4 separate regions of the Mus musculus genome follow, and all the other regions are linked to region 2. A link is a contact called in public Hi-C and HiChIP or PLAC-seq data. All regions are on one chromosome and are shown on one strand. Each heading gives the region's core, a stretch centred on a gene start, on an enhancer-like site or on the middle of the called end of the contact. The rest is flanking DNA. Distances are from core to core; before and after follow the strand shown.

The links. Hi-C and Micro-C count contacts between places; a contact is called where the count stands out from the background. HiChIP or PLAC-seq counts read pairs in DNA pulled down with a chosen protein or histone mark.
Region 1: a BATF HiChIP or PLAC-seq map of CD8 T cells shows a contact between it and region 2, with 6 read pairs. The contact joins two enhancer-like sites. A contact is called at or near these places in 2 of 39 promoter capture datasets (both in liver), 1 of 15 datasets of contacts at CTCF or cohesin (the NIH/3T3 cell line), 3 of 484 Hi-C or Micro-C datasets (B cells and liver) and 1 of 115 datasets of contacts at active chromatin or transcription factors (CD8 T cells).
Region 3: a contact with region 2 is called in a BATF HiChIP or PLAC-seq map of CD8 T cells, with 11 read pairs. The contact joins two enhancer-like sites. A contact is called at or near these places in 2 of 15 datasets of contacts at CTCF or cohesin (CD8 T cells and pro-B cells), 1 of 484 Hi-C or Micro-C datasets (Th2 cells) and 1 of 115 datasets of contacts at active chromatin or transcription factors (CD8 T cells).
Region 4: a Hi-C map of the N1E-115 cell line shows a contact between it and region 2, with 5 times the contacts expected there. The contact joins two enhancer-like sites. A contact is called at or near these places in 4 of 39 promoter capture datasets (the 3T3-L1 cell line, 3T3-L1-derived adipocytes and liver), 1 of 15 datasets of contacts at CTCF or cohesin (the NIH/3T3 cell line), 18 of 484 Hi-C or Micro-C datasets (the AML12 cell line, B cells, the CH12 cell line and 8 more) and 4 of 115 datasets of contacts at active chromatin or transcription factors (CD8 T cells, the NIH/3T3 cell line, embryonic fibroblasts and 1 more).

The regions. Positions count from the first base shown.
Region 1 is chr15:62,357,444-62,360,382 of GRCm38.p6, reverse strand. No RefSeq gene overlaps it. Among named protein-coding and RNA genes, the nearest start is that of Gm41333, 310 kb to the left of the region's middle. Within about 2 kb of position 1,657, at least 11 of the 459 cell types and tissues checked have an H3K27ac peak or open chromatin away from gene starts, as enhancers often do. A contact at or near this core is called in CD8 T cells, where this site is marked.
Region 2 is chr15:62,801,422-62,804,560 of GRCm38.p6, reverse strand. No RefSeq gene overlaps it. Among named protein-coding and RNA genes, the nearest start is that of Gm22521, 9.8 kb to the right of the region's middle. Within about 2 kb of position 1,595, at least 12 of the 459 cell types and tissues checked have an H3K27ac peak or open chromatin away from gene starts, as enhancers often do. A contact at or near this core is called in CD8 T cells and the N1E-115 cell line, where this site is marked.
Region 3 is chr15:62,373,465-62,376,483 of GRCm38.p6, reverse strand. No RefSeq gene overlaps it. Among named protein-coding and RNA genes, the nearest start is that of Gm41333, 290 kb to the left of the region's middle. Within about 2 kb of position 1,718, at least 6 of the 459 cell types and tissues checked have an H3K27ac peak or open chromatin away from gene starts, as enhancers often do. A contact at or near this core is called in CD8 T cells, where this site is marked.
Region 4 is chr15:62,336,254-62,339,231 of GRCm38.p6, reverse strand. No RefSeq gene overlaps it. Among named protein-coding and RNA genes, the nearest start is that of Pvt1, 300 kb to the right of the region's middle. Within about 2 kb of position 1,446, at least 5 of the 459 cell types and tissues checked have an H3K27ac peak or open chromatin away from gene starts, as enhancers often do. A contact at or near this core is called in the N1E-115 cell line, where this site is marked.

The sequences.
Region 1 (2,939 bases), core at 408-2,907, 440 kb after region 2:
GTCTCCCATGGGGACTATATAAAGCAAGGTGACAATCCATTTCCATATGAGTGTAAAGTTGGGAGTTTGTTATTTAGTATTGTTGTTTATTTCCCATGTGTCTAATTTTCTCCTTTAAAGGCCATGTGTGTGTGTGTGTGTGTGTGAGAGAGAGAGAGAGAGAGAGAGATTAATTGATTGATTCTCCATCCTTTTCAGCATTCTCACTACCAGGTGTCGTTTAATTTGTACTTAAGAATATTATACTGCCTATCTAATGGTTTTTAATAATTTTTAATAAAATAAACAGAAGGCAATAGTGGACCAGGAGTCTGGAAGACAACTCTAAGTCATTGATCACTTTGCTGATTGCAGAAAGCACACTGCCAGCTTCTTATTCAAGTTTGGCTACATCGCCAGGCTTCTGCCCACCCAATTTGTAGCAGGAGAGATTTTTTTCTTTGTTTTTTTTTTCCACATCTACGTGCAATTTGGCATCTGTGATTCTGCAGGATACTTACTCTCCATCTGTTCCCGAGTTCCCCACTTTCATTTTTCAGTGCTCCCTTGCTTCCGCATGCCTCTCCTCAGTTCTCTCTCAAATCCAGCATCATTCCATCTTGTTACCTTTCTACCGAAAAATCTGGCAACCAAACTCACCCACACTTACTTTTTCAACAATTTCTGAATCTTCAACTCTTTCTTACTTTCAAGATCCAAGTGTCACTAGGCAGTCTTTAGGAGCTCGATCCAGTTCTCCCTTCTCTGGGCTCTCTGTGGAGCCCTCTTTTTGTTGGCATCCTTCTTGGAGCTTCTTACCTAGAGAGTTCAGAGTTCAGGCATAGTTTTTCTCTTCATTGAAAAAAATCCATTGTTGGATTTTCAACTAGTACTAAATAGAAGATGCTCAACACTCTGTAGAATCAACTGGACTTGCCAACCCCTGCTATAGTACTCACTCTTCAAAATAATTGATGAGTCTGGAGCTAGGAAAAAATTTCGAGGTCTGGTTGCTACAAAGCTTCTTTAAATTGTCTCTTTTGTCATAATTTGTCTTCACATGAATTAAGCTGATCTTGGATGGAAAACATCAATTCTAGGAGAACAGCATAGCTCAGACACAGAACTTATGAACAAGAGACTTGACTTCCAAAACCTGTAATGACTTAAATCCACAGTGAGAAAAGAGATAATAACTGGAATATAAGAAGCCTCAGAGGCTGGAGAAAGTGTGCCCTGTGAAACGACTGGGCTGATGTTTAGACCTCCCAGGGATGCTAGGCAGGGCAGTCAAAGGTTAATTTCCAAAGATGAATATGGATTGTCTTATGAACATGGCCTGGAAGCAGTAAGAGAGACAAACATGTCTGTTGAGATTCATTGGCTACACAATGGCTTTTGAGTTACAGTGGGGTTTAAGAAATAGAAACAGATTTTTTTTTTAACAAGCAAACACTTTTTTCCCAATTTTTAAAAAAAAAAAATCTGTGAAAAGGAAATGAGCTTACTACATTCAGAATTCTTAAAAGTAATGAGCCAACAGACATATGTAATAGATGCTTCCCTTGGGCCATGGGAAGGGCATGGCTTCAAATTAAGAATTGTTTCTTGGTACTCATGTTTATTCATTTCATTCATACAGTGGTTTACACCTCTTTTTTTTTTTTTTTTTTTTTTGCCTCAAAGCACCGAATCTTCCCCCTGAAAGGTTAACAAGGTTGAGTAGTTTGGGGGAGGATGGTGCCGTGTCTCATCGGCTTCATTTTTCATGCTCAGATGCCTGAGGGTAAAGTTTGATTCATTCCTGCATAGGATTCGGCGTAGAACCCAAGATAACAACTAGTACTCTCTGAATAAGGCACTCTCTTCCTCTCAGTTCCTCTTTCCATCTATCTTTCTACCTTGTCATCCTGAGAGCTCTGAAAATAGCCCACACCCAAGAAACTCATCAGTACAGAGAATTCTGAGGGAAGCAAGGGACTTGGTGTCGGTACTCTGCCTCACTACAATGCTCAACAATTCACAGCTGTATACCCACGAGGCAAAAAGCCTTTTCTGGAATCTGGTAGGAATTTTTCGACTCACACTTCAGCCTCCATTTTCTTTTTATTAGGTATTTTCCTCATTTACATTTTCAATGCTATCCCAAAGGTCCCCCATACCCACCCCCCCAATCCCCTACCCACCCACTCCCCCTTTTTGGCCCTGCCGTTCCCCTGTACTGGGGCATATAAAGTTTGCAAGTCCAATGGGCCTCTCTTTGCAGGGATCCATCCCATAATCAGCTTCCAAATGCTGACACCATTGCATACACTAGCAAGATTTCGCTGAAAGGACCCAGTTATAGCTCTCTCTTGTGAGACTATGCCGGGGCCTAGCAAACACAGAAGTGGAGGATCACAGTCCTGTGGATGGGTCACACGGCCCCTAATGGAGGAGCTAGAAAAATTACCCAAGGAGCTAAAGGGATCTGCAACCCTATAGGTGTAACAACAATATGAACTAACCAGTACCCGGGAGCTCTTGTCTTTAGCTGCATATGTATCAAAAGATGGCCTAGTCAGCCATCACTGCAAACAGCCTCCATTTTCTAAGCCACATCTTGGGTTGATGGTCTGTTTGAAACTTCAAATGTCTCCATAGGCTCATGTGGTTGAGCCCTTGCTCTCCAACAGGTGATGATGCTTAAGAAGATTGTGGAACCTTTAGAAGGTAGGCCCATGCTAGAACTGGGTTACTGAATGCCTGTCTTAAGGCTTTCTAGCCCAGCCCCATTTCCTGTACCCTCTGCTCCTTGATTAGGCTGTTGGTGTGACTAGCAGCCTTCGTCTGCAACCATCGTGCCTTCCCCGCCCTGATGGACTGGGCCCCCTTCACAGTTTAATCTGAAATAAGCTCTTCCTCCCTTGAATTTTTCATGTCATATATTTTGTTATGATAAGGAGAATGGTTACTAATAC
Region 2 (3,139 bases), core at 346-2,845:
CATAGACATGTCATATATAACAGTGGTTATTCCTGGAGTATGTGGCTTTGTGGTATGTGGTATGGGATAGATGTTTCAAATAATAACTATTCTGAGAATATACTCGAAGAAGAGAAGCAGTTGAGACTCAGCCAAATCAAAAGATATGTGCAAAAATCAGTTTATCTAGAAACCAACAATGCTCCACACTTCTCATTTATAAAGCACTCCTAGACCTAATATGCATTGTACATCAGCCTAAAACAAACACTTTCTAAGGACCCTTGTCAGCTGGATGAACTACCATAGGAAAAAGAGTAAAGCACAGAAGACTCATCTATACTCCTACAGAGGGACATGAAAACACTCTGCCATTCGGTGGTATTTCTGTCTAGTAGTCTCAGTCTGGAAATCTGCTCTCTAAAGAAATTTCAAAAGTAGTTTCTCTTGAAAAGTAATTAGGGAGCCAGATTTTTTAATGCTTTCCATTTATTTGTAGAAAGAGAGTGTTTTTTTAGTTTACTTACTTATTATTATTTTTCAAACGTGCTCATTCCCAGTTTCCTCTCTGTAAACATCTCATTCCATCTTCACTTTCCTTTGCCTCTAATAGGGTACTCTCCCACCCACCTACCCAATCCTGCCTCACCTCTTTAGCACCCTCCTTCGATGGTACAACAGGCCTCCAGAAGACCAAGCATCTCTGCTCCTGTTGATGCCAGATAAGGCAATCCTCTCCTACATATGTAGTGGGAGCCATGGACTTACCCATGTATACTCTTTGCTTGGCTTGGTCCCTGGAGAGACCAGTTAGTTGATACTGTTTTTTTCCCCCTATAGGGTTGCAGTCCCCTTCAGCTCCTTCAGTCCTTCCATAACTTTATTTCTTATACAGTATGTCTGAAATATTTCTTCCATTTGAGGTATTGATTAACTACTTTTCAACATGAAAAAAAAAAACCTTAAATTCCTTAGATGTCAATCTTCTAAAGGTAACTTAAACATCACAGGCGGGGAGAGTTAGTATATTACTGAAGGCAATGCACTGAAGTTGGGGCTCAAGATACCCAACAGAAATGACTGTTCTGTTCCTAGCATCGCTTCGGTTCTATATTTTCGTCAGCTTCTGTACCAGTTTCCTATCAGATTCTTTTGTTTTTGATGAAAGCCAGCTTTGAAATTTTGCCATCCCAAATTACTTGGATACTTAACTGATTACTGAGAGGCAGTCAAATGGAAGTTGGTAATCTGTGCCAAATTACGAAGACAGTGATCAGAACTAGGGACACTCTCAGAACAAGGATGCTCCAAAGATCCAAAGAGCCGAGTTACCTTTTCTAGAGCTAAGGGTTTGGATTGATCATTTTCAAATGACTGAAGAAATGCTTTGTTTAAAAAGAAAAAAAAAAAACAGTAAATTGAGCATAAAGGTAGAATTTAGGTGTCCTTGTGAAACAAGAGAGACACCTGCTTTGGGAAAAACTGGAGAAAGAACCTCAAAGTCATAGGGAGGTTTAGAGCAAATGCTGTTTGGCATAGAATGGATGTGGTGAGTACCAACAGGCATGCTCCTACCTGTGGAATACAGACTGCTTGGCCACTTGGTGGAGGTGTTGGAGAAGGTATTATGTATCACCATAGAGTTGAGCTCTGTGACCTGACAGTGCCTTTGAACTCTGAAATATTATAAGCCTACAAATTTAAATCTAGTCTATTCTGGCTGAGGAGCTTTGCAGGGTAAGGTGGAACTTTCAGTAAAAGAAAAACAAAATCCAAAGAAATGGTCTTTAATACCAAAAGACTAGAATCACTGAATGTTGTAGCTAACACAGAACTTACCAGAGGTCTCCTCAACTGCCCCTCACTCTAAAAATGCTCATGCACAGGCCTTGAGAGTTTAAATGACCTAAGCAAACTGACATCATGTGGGAGTTCAGATTTCAAATGAGAGTTGAGATAAATATACATATGTTCCACAGAACTCTTCCAGGAAACTCTATTTTAAGAGAGCTGTAATAATCCACTCTTCCAATATTTTGTTTACATATAAAGCACACTTGGCTCTTTTTGTTCAATTTGTCAATGATTCATGATAATCAAAGGGTTGAAAAGCTCATTGGAAATTGTCTTTACGTCCAATGATACCTTTACGTTTCTGAGAAAAGTTTAGGAGCTTGTGCAAGCTTGTTTTTTCTCCTTCTGTAACAAGACAGTCTAAGAAAAACAAACTTAGTGGGTGGGTGAAAATATTTGTTTGATTTATACTTCCAGGGTATAGTCCATAATTGAGTAAAGTCAGGGTAGAAACTGAAGCCATAGAGGAGTACTACTTACTGGTTAAGTCTCTGGCTTCCTCATCTGCCTAAGGATAGTGCCATTCACTGTACTGGATTTTCTCATTCTGATTATTAACCAAGACAATCTGTCACAGATAAAACAACAGACTCACTCACCTGATGCAAGGAAATTCTTCAGTTTCAGCGTTTCAAGGTGAATTTAAGTGCTATTAATAAAAATAATAAACAATAAACTAAACAGGACAGGAGTGGATCAGTAAATTAGCAAGATTTTTAGAATGGCTCCAGACAATCATTCCTAAATTTGCCTGGAAAGACAATTTGTAGGGTCCTTAGGGGGGATTGAAATGAGCTTGAAGAATCTGATTACAGGTAACAGTCATCCTCTCTTGGCATACAGCCAACCTAAAAGCCTTTGAATAACTTCCCATACTCACAATGGGGTAGAGGATGGAGGCTGTACCAGCGATTTCTCATTGTGAGAGCTTTGAGAAAAGTTCCTACCACAAGCACCTTTGTGGATTTGTAAAACAGCCAAAAGCAATCCAAATAACCGTGATGGGATAATCCTGGAAATATCTTTAAAACACCAACTTTGAAATAAATTGAGAAGATTACACAGAGTCCTAAAAGTCTCCACACTAGAGGGAAATGGTCAGTCTGTTCTGGGTCCCCTAGTTCTAATGTGAGTTCACATCTATAGGCACTGAACTCCTGAATCCAATGCTACTTATACTAACTTACTCAGTGAAAGCAGATAGTTCATTAATAATCAGCATGTGTAGAAGCCTGTCACATGGCAATGACCAAGGCTTGTGTTTCTCATCGGGAGGAAGGACAGAGACAATCCCGGGTAAAACATA
Region 3 (3,019 bases), core at 469-2,968, 430 kb after region 2:
GGAGAGTTTTCTCAATTGAGGTTTCTTCTTTACTGATAATTTTAGCTTGTATCAAGTTGACAGTTGTGGCAGTGCGGAGAGAGAAGTGGGGGAAAGGCATGACTGTGGACAAAATTACTCTAGAGCTGGGTCTTGATCCTGAAGATGTTAGGCATAGAGTAGCATGGCCAGATTTGGTCTTCAGTAAGTCACAGCTGTGAAACTGTGGAAGATAACTGAAAGGTTGTGTCTTCTTTACATAATGGGACAAAGCACACAGCCACCTCTGCCCATCACTCACTGTTGAGTGTAGTCTGAAGCCTTCCAAACATAGTCCTCTTCTTTCACAGCAGGGAGGCTTGCAAAGTGTCTCAGGGAATCCTCTCGCTTGGTAGACTCAAATGGAAGACCAGCCCTGACTATTCAGAAAGTCAAAATGTCCAAGGCATTATGAAGTGCAGTGGTGAGCGTTGGTGGGGCCCTGCAGATACGTTGTGAAAGCAGAATTAAGACCCAGGTGGCTGTACACTCTCTTAGCTTTTTGCACACCCTAGGGTGTTGGCTAGCACTGAGCTGTTGTACAACTGTGGGTTTTGCAAACTTGAGCTCAAAAGTTCCTTTCCCAAACCTGCTTCCTCCACATACTCCACCCTGTAACCTCACTCATCTGTGAAAATTTGGGGTCTCAGGGTATGAAGTAAAACTGAAAGTTCTAAAACAACGCTGGAGATCTCTGTTATCATGTCCTCCCCCAATGCCCCTATCAAGTCTGTTACCCTGCTTTGAACATACCTGTAATTCAGAGATGAAGTAAAAGAGCACTGGGCATACAGTCTAGATTATTGCTTTTGATTCTTGATCTATAGCTTTTGTGCATTTGACTGGTAATCCCTTTAACCCCCCCCCCCCCAAATGCCTCAGATGTCCAATCCCTGAAATAAAAACTCAACTAAAAGATGCCTGAGGGCTTCAAACTCATGGTGTGACTCCAGGAGCATCTGGCCCTGTGTGCTAAAAGATGACGAAAGGAACCAGCTACAGTCATACCAGTGTAAGACAGCCAAAACATCGCTAAGAGATTCCCAAATGATGCTGTAGACAAGTGCCTAGAAATACTGAAGTCCCTTAGCTCTTTTGTCAAAGGAGAAGAGGAATCTACACAGAAATACCTTACATTCTCATTTGTACCAAATAAGTTCACACATAGAAAGAACTCCCCAGAGAATCTTCTCAAGGTCATTCCTGGCCTGGGTGGCTTTTTATTTCCTGATAGCTTTTTGCAAGTGAAGTACACTATCTCGGTAATAAATCTTGTTTATACCTCCTGAGCACCATGGATTTGCTGTTCATTCTTTTGGAAATCAATGATGACTTAGAGATGATGTAACATTTAATCTGATGCAAAGTAACTAAATAGGAGTCATTGTTTTTTCTAAGCAACTCTCTATCAACTCTCATTTTTCCTGAATAAGCCTTAAGGCTTCTCAGAGATAAACAGTGACTTTTCTCCACTAAAATATTTACTTTCTGAAAGGAAAAAAAAAGCAACTTGCCTGGTCCTCCCGGTATGCTTTCTAAGAACCACAAATGTTTGGTCCCACAAAGGCACAGACCATATTAGCTTACACTTAGGACAGGAGCTTTGATGATAGCAGAACTTCTGAGTCACACTTAAGTCTTTGGGCAGATGTGCAACAATCTCATCTCTGGTTTTCAGTGGTCGGTATACCAGTTTCTCGTTTCCTACAACTGACATCACCATGGCTTTCTTTGTAGCTTAGACCAAAATCTCAACACAGTGTGTCAGTAACTACTTGAGAAACAGAATAGAAGTGACAAAATGAAATAGAAAAGCCCAAGAAGCTATGATATACATGGATAGTCCTTTGTAGGACAAATAAGGGAGAAAGAGAGGGAAAGCAGTTAGAAACCTCTAGTTCCTGGACTTACATGAAAGTAAGATAAAATAGGGTTGGCAAGATGACTCTGTGAGTAAAGGCTGAGCCTTTGTTCCCTGACCCTTCATGATAGGAACAGAAAAATGAGTCTTAGAAATTGCCCTCTGACATCTATTCATAAGCATGCTGGGGCATAAACACACACACTTCCTTTATATATATATAGTTAAATAGTTAAATAGTTAAATAGTTAAATAAATAAATAAATAAATAAATAAATAAATAAATAAATAAATAAATAAGCAAGCTTGGGAAAACCTCCTTGCCACCTGGACTGAAGTTGTTTGCATGCATTTGTCTCATATCAGTAACACTTCAGTCTCTTGTCCAGCCCTATCTCCCAAGCTCTAGAGTATGACAGCCAGCTCACTACTAGTTATCTACTTGGATACCCAATCCACCCCTCAAACTTCACATATCCAAAACTGTCCTCTTCCTCCTCCCTATCAAACCTGTACCCCTCGCAGCCTCCACACCACATAGGATAGCAATCTGGCTTTGCTGTGCAAAGGCCACACTACGATTCTAGTATGGTTCCCTCCTTCCATCATAGCCCACATCCTATTTGTCAGGTAAGTCCATTGTGTGTTCTCTCTCATCAGCCCTACCATCACCATTCCAACCTAACTATCCCCTCCTGTCACCCATATGACAGGAAAACTCCACTCATTTCCCCATCTTCTCTTCACCCTACTATAATCTGCCCTAGGCTTAGCAGCCTAACACATCATCTTAAAGTATATCTTATGCTAACCCTGCATTCAACAATATTACATTTATTTATTCTTTGCAAACATCAATGTTTCTTAATACAATGACTCAAAAGACCCTATGTGAACCCATCTCCATTATGTCTCTTACCTCATCATTTCACTGAAATCTCATCAGGTTATCACCGTAGGGCCCACATTCAATGTATCCACTGTTGTTTGTAAATGATCATCTCACCGTTGAGTGCCATGCTAAACAACATTTGAAGTCTCACATATGCATAATGCTCTGTAGTTTGCAAGTTACTTCTGGACATATTTTATTTAAGACTCGCAACAGTGTTGCAAGTTCTTGTTGAGAATTATTTTCCA
Region 4 (2,978 bases), core at 197-2,696, 470 kb after region 2:
CAATGAGCCTCTCTTTCCAATTTTTTATAAAATAGATGATTGAGTCTTTGGCTTGCATCGAAAGGTTATCTGAAGTCCAGAGCAATAGAATGCTTATAAAACAAGTATTTGACTGTGAATAGTTCTGATTGACCACTTAATTTTGAGGCACAGGCATTTCACAATTGCAGAGTAATGTGAGGAATGGGGTAGTATATGCCTATATGTCCAGGTATATATAGAAACTGAGGAAGGATCAGAAGTTAAAGGACTTTTAGGGTTGTATAGTGGTTTGGGGGCTAGCTTGAGCAACTTGTCAAGACAATGTCTCAAAACAAAAATTTTAAAAGCCTATTGGAGTAACTCAGAGGTAGGGTATTTGCTTATAATGTATAAGATCCAAGTCAATTTAAAAAAATAAAGCACAGAGCACAAGAATATCACATGCTCACAAATTGTAGAAATAAGTTGGCAGGCTTGAATGGGTCACATTTAATTTAAATTTTCTCTTTTGCTTAGTCACTTTACAGCCCAATCAGTGACCCCTCCCAGTTACCTCTTCCATAGTCCTTCTCCCATCTGCTCTCCCCTTCTCCTCTGGGCAGGTAGGAGACCTGAGCAGGTAACCCCCAACCTTGGCATTTCAAGTGAGGCTAGGTGCTTCCTCTCCCACTGAGGTCAGACAAGGAAGTCCAGCTAGAAGAACATATTGAGTGGGTTACATTTTAGGCATTGGCTAAATCTGTCATTCTCAATGAGGACAGCCACTGACACCTGTGACACGTAGAGGTAGCTTCTACCTTGCTGCTCCCAGCTTGTAGTCACTGCCACTTGGGAGACTCAAACAGAAGAATCAGAAAGCCAAGGCTAGGGACAAAAAGAGATGGTTTAGTAGTTAAGAGCTCTTGGTGCCCTTGTGGAAGATTTGAATCTGGTTCTCTGTATTCACATGAAGCCCTCCACAAGCACTTTCAACTCCAGCTTCAGGACATCTAGTGTCCTCTTCTGACCCCCATAGGTACCTGCACTCATGTATAGATGCCCATACACAGACAGATACATGAACATGATTTAATTTTTTTTTCAAAAATCCAAGGATAGTTAGGGGCACGATGTACAAGGCCAGCCTGATGATCTTTAGGATTTCCACTTCAAACTAAAAGTAAAACTTGGGCTGAAGATGTAGCTCCATGGTAGAGCACTTGCCTTATGTGTCTGAGCCTAGCAAATGTCCCCAAGTCTTGTTTTTCTATGTAAAGTGCTAATAGTGCCTGGTTTCCAAGCTTGCTGTGATGGTAAATGAGATAATCAATAGATGACAGCGACAGCATTCTGCCTGGCACACAGCAGGTACCCAGAACATGCATTTTGTTTTCTGGGTTGTTTTTTTTTTCTCCTTTGGTATCTTGCATCTATCCTCTGACTCATCAAATGAGACAAATTAAGAAGCTCACTCCTAGGCTGCCAAAATGGCTCAGTGGGTAAATATGGTTGTTGCCAAATGTTATGATCTAAGTGCAGTCTCCAGGGCCCATATAGTAGAAAGAGAGAGCTGACTCCTTTAAGTTGTTCTCTGGCTCATACACAGACACACATAGTGCACAAACACATGCATGCATGCATCCTCTAAAAACAAACAAAAATACAGTAGTAATAATAATAATAACAATAATAATAACAGTAGTAGCAGTAGCAGTAGTAGTAACAGCAGCAGCAGTAGCAATAGTAATAATGAATTTTGCACTGCTCTCACATTAGAATTTTCTCCAGGAGCTGAACTTAAATTCCAGTATGGGCCCTAGGTTTTTAAGTTCAGTGCCAAAAGTCTTTCTGTCCCAGGTCAGTCAGAGGATCAGCAGTGGAGGTACATTTGGTAATAGGCCATTTGTCTACATGCTCTTCCATTCTTCCAGAGCTGTTTTTTGAGACCCAGGAGGTCCTGCTAATTGCTGTACCAAGACAGGGTGGTGCGGGAGCTGAGTGATAATTGGCCCCAAGAACTGAAAATGCATGAAGAATTTGAAAAGGCCTTTATATGAGCCTGACCTTCTGTAGAGGTGCACCTGACAGACACCAGTGTGGCCTGAAATGCCATCCCTGCAGAGTCAGTCCATATGATGACATCACAGCTAGGGTAAAGACCAAATCTAATAGCTAATTGCATATTAACAGGAGTTTGCCAATCAACAGTGTCCCAGTCCAGGCCCTGACGCAGCTCTTGCAGAAGCGTAATATCCTAAACCACTGTGATGCTTACTGTGGCACTAGAATAGAGTGAGTTCGTATCTTGGTTCGCTGTGGAGACAGGCTGGTTGAGCGTCTGGCAAGCTAATTTCCCCAGAAGCTTGTTTGACTAGTGAAAGGGGATAAGTCAAGGGCAATTACACAACAGTGCTCCAAAGTTAGCACCTATCTCTTCCTGGCCTTTTTTCTTTCTTCCCTCTACCTACACAGAAATGCCCTTTAAATATTTACTTGCCCACCTTGGCTGTGTATGGCAGACTTTGTCTCAGAAGTCAGCTTGATCCCTTTGAAAGTGTTTGCTAATTAGATCCTCCTGGAAGTTGGGCAACTTTAGATATGTTTATCCTGTGTGAAGCACTCCCTGGACCCTTGGCCCCTAAACAGAACCCCACAGAGGTCAGCTCTGACTTCCCCACTTGCTTTCTCTATCAGAGGAGCTCTAATGATTTCCCAGTTAAGCCAAATTGCATGCTGCTCTTTTTTTCTACCATTAGTTTTAGACATAGGTCTAGGTAGACATTAAGAGTGACTGGAGCTGAAGAGCTAAGTGCTCCTCATAAGTCTAATGAAAGATCCATTGTACACTGGAATTCGTTGAATACTGTTTTACTTCATTGCATGGCATCTAGACCTTGGGTATGGAGTTGAATATGATTTTTGGCTTGAAAAGAAAATCACTGCTGTGGTAACTCAAGGTTAATAGACCCAGTGGTCACTGCTCTCAAATACGTTAAGATAACATTTATTGCAGAAGG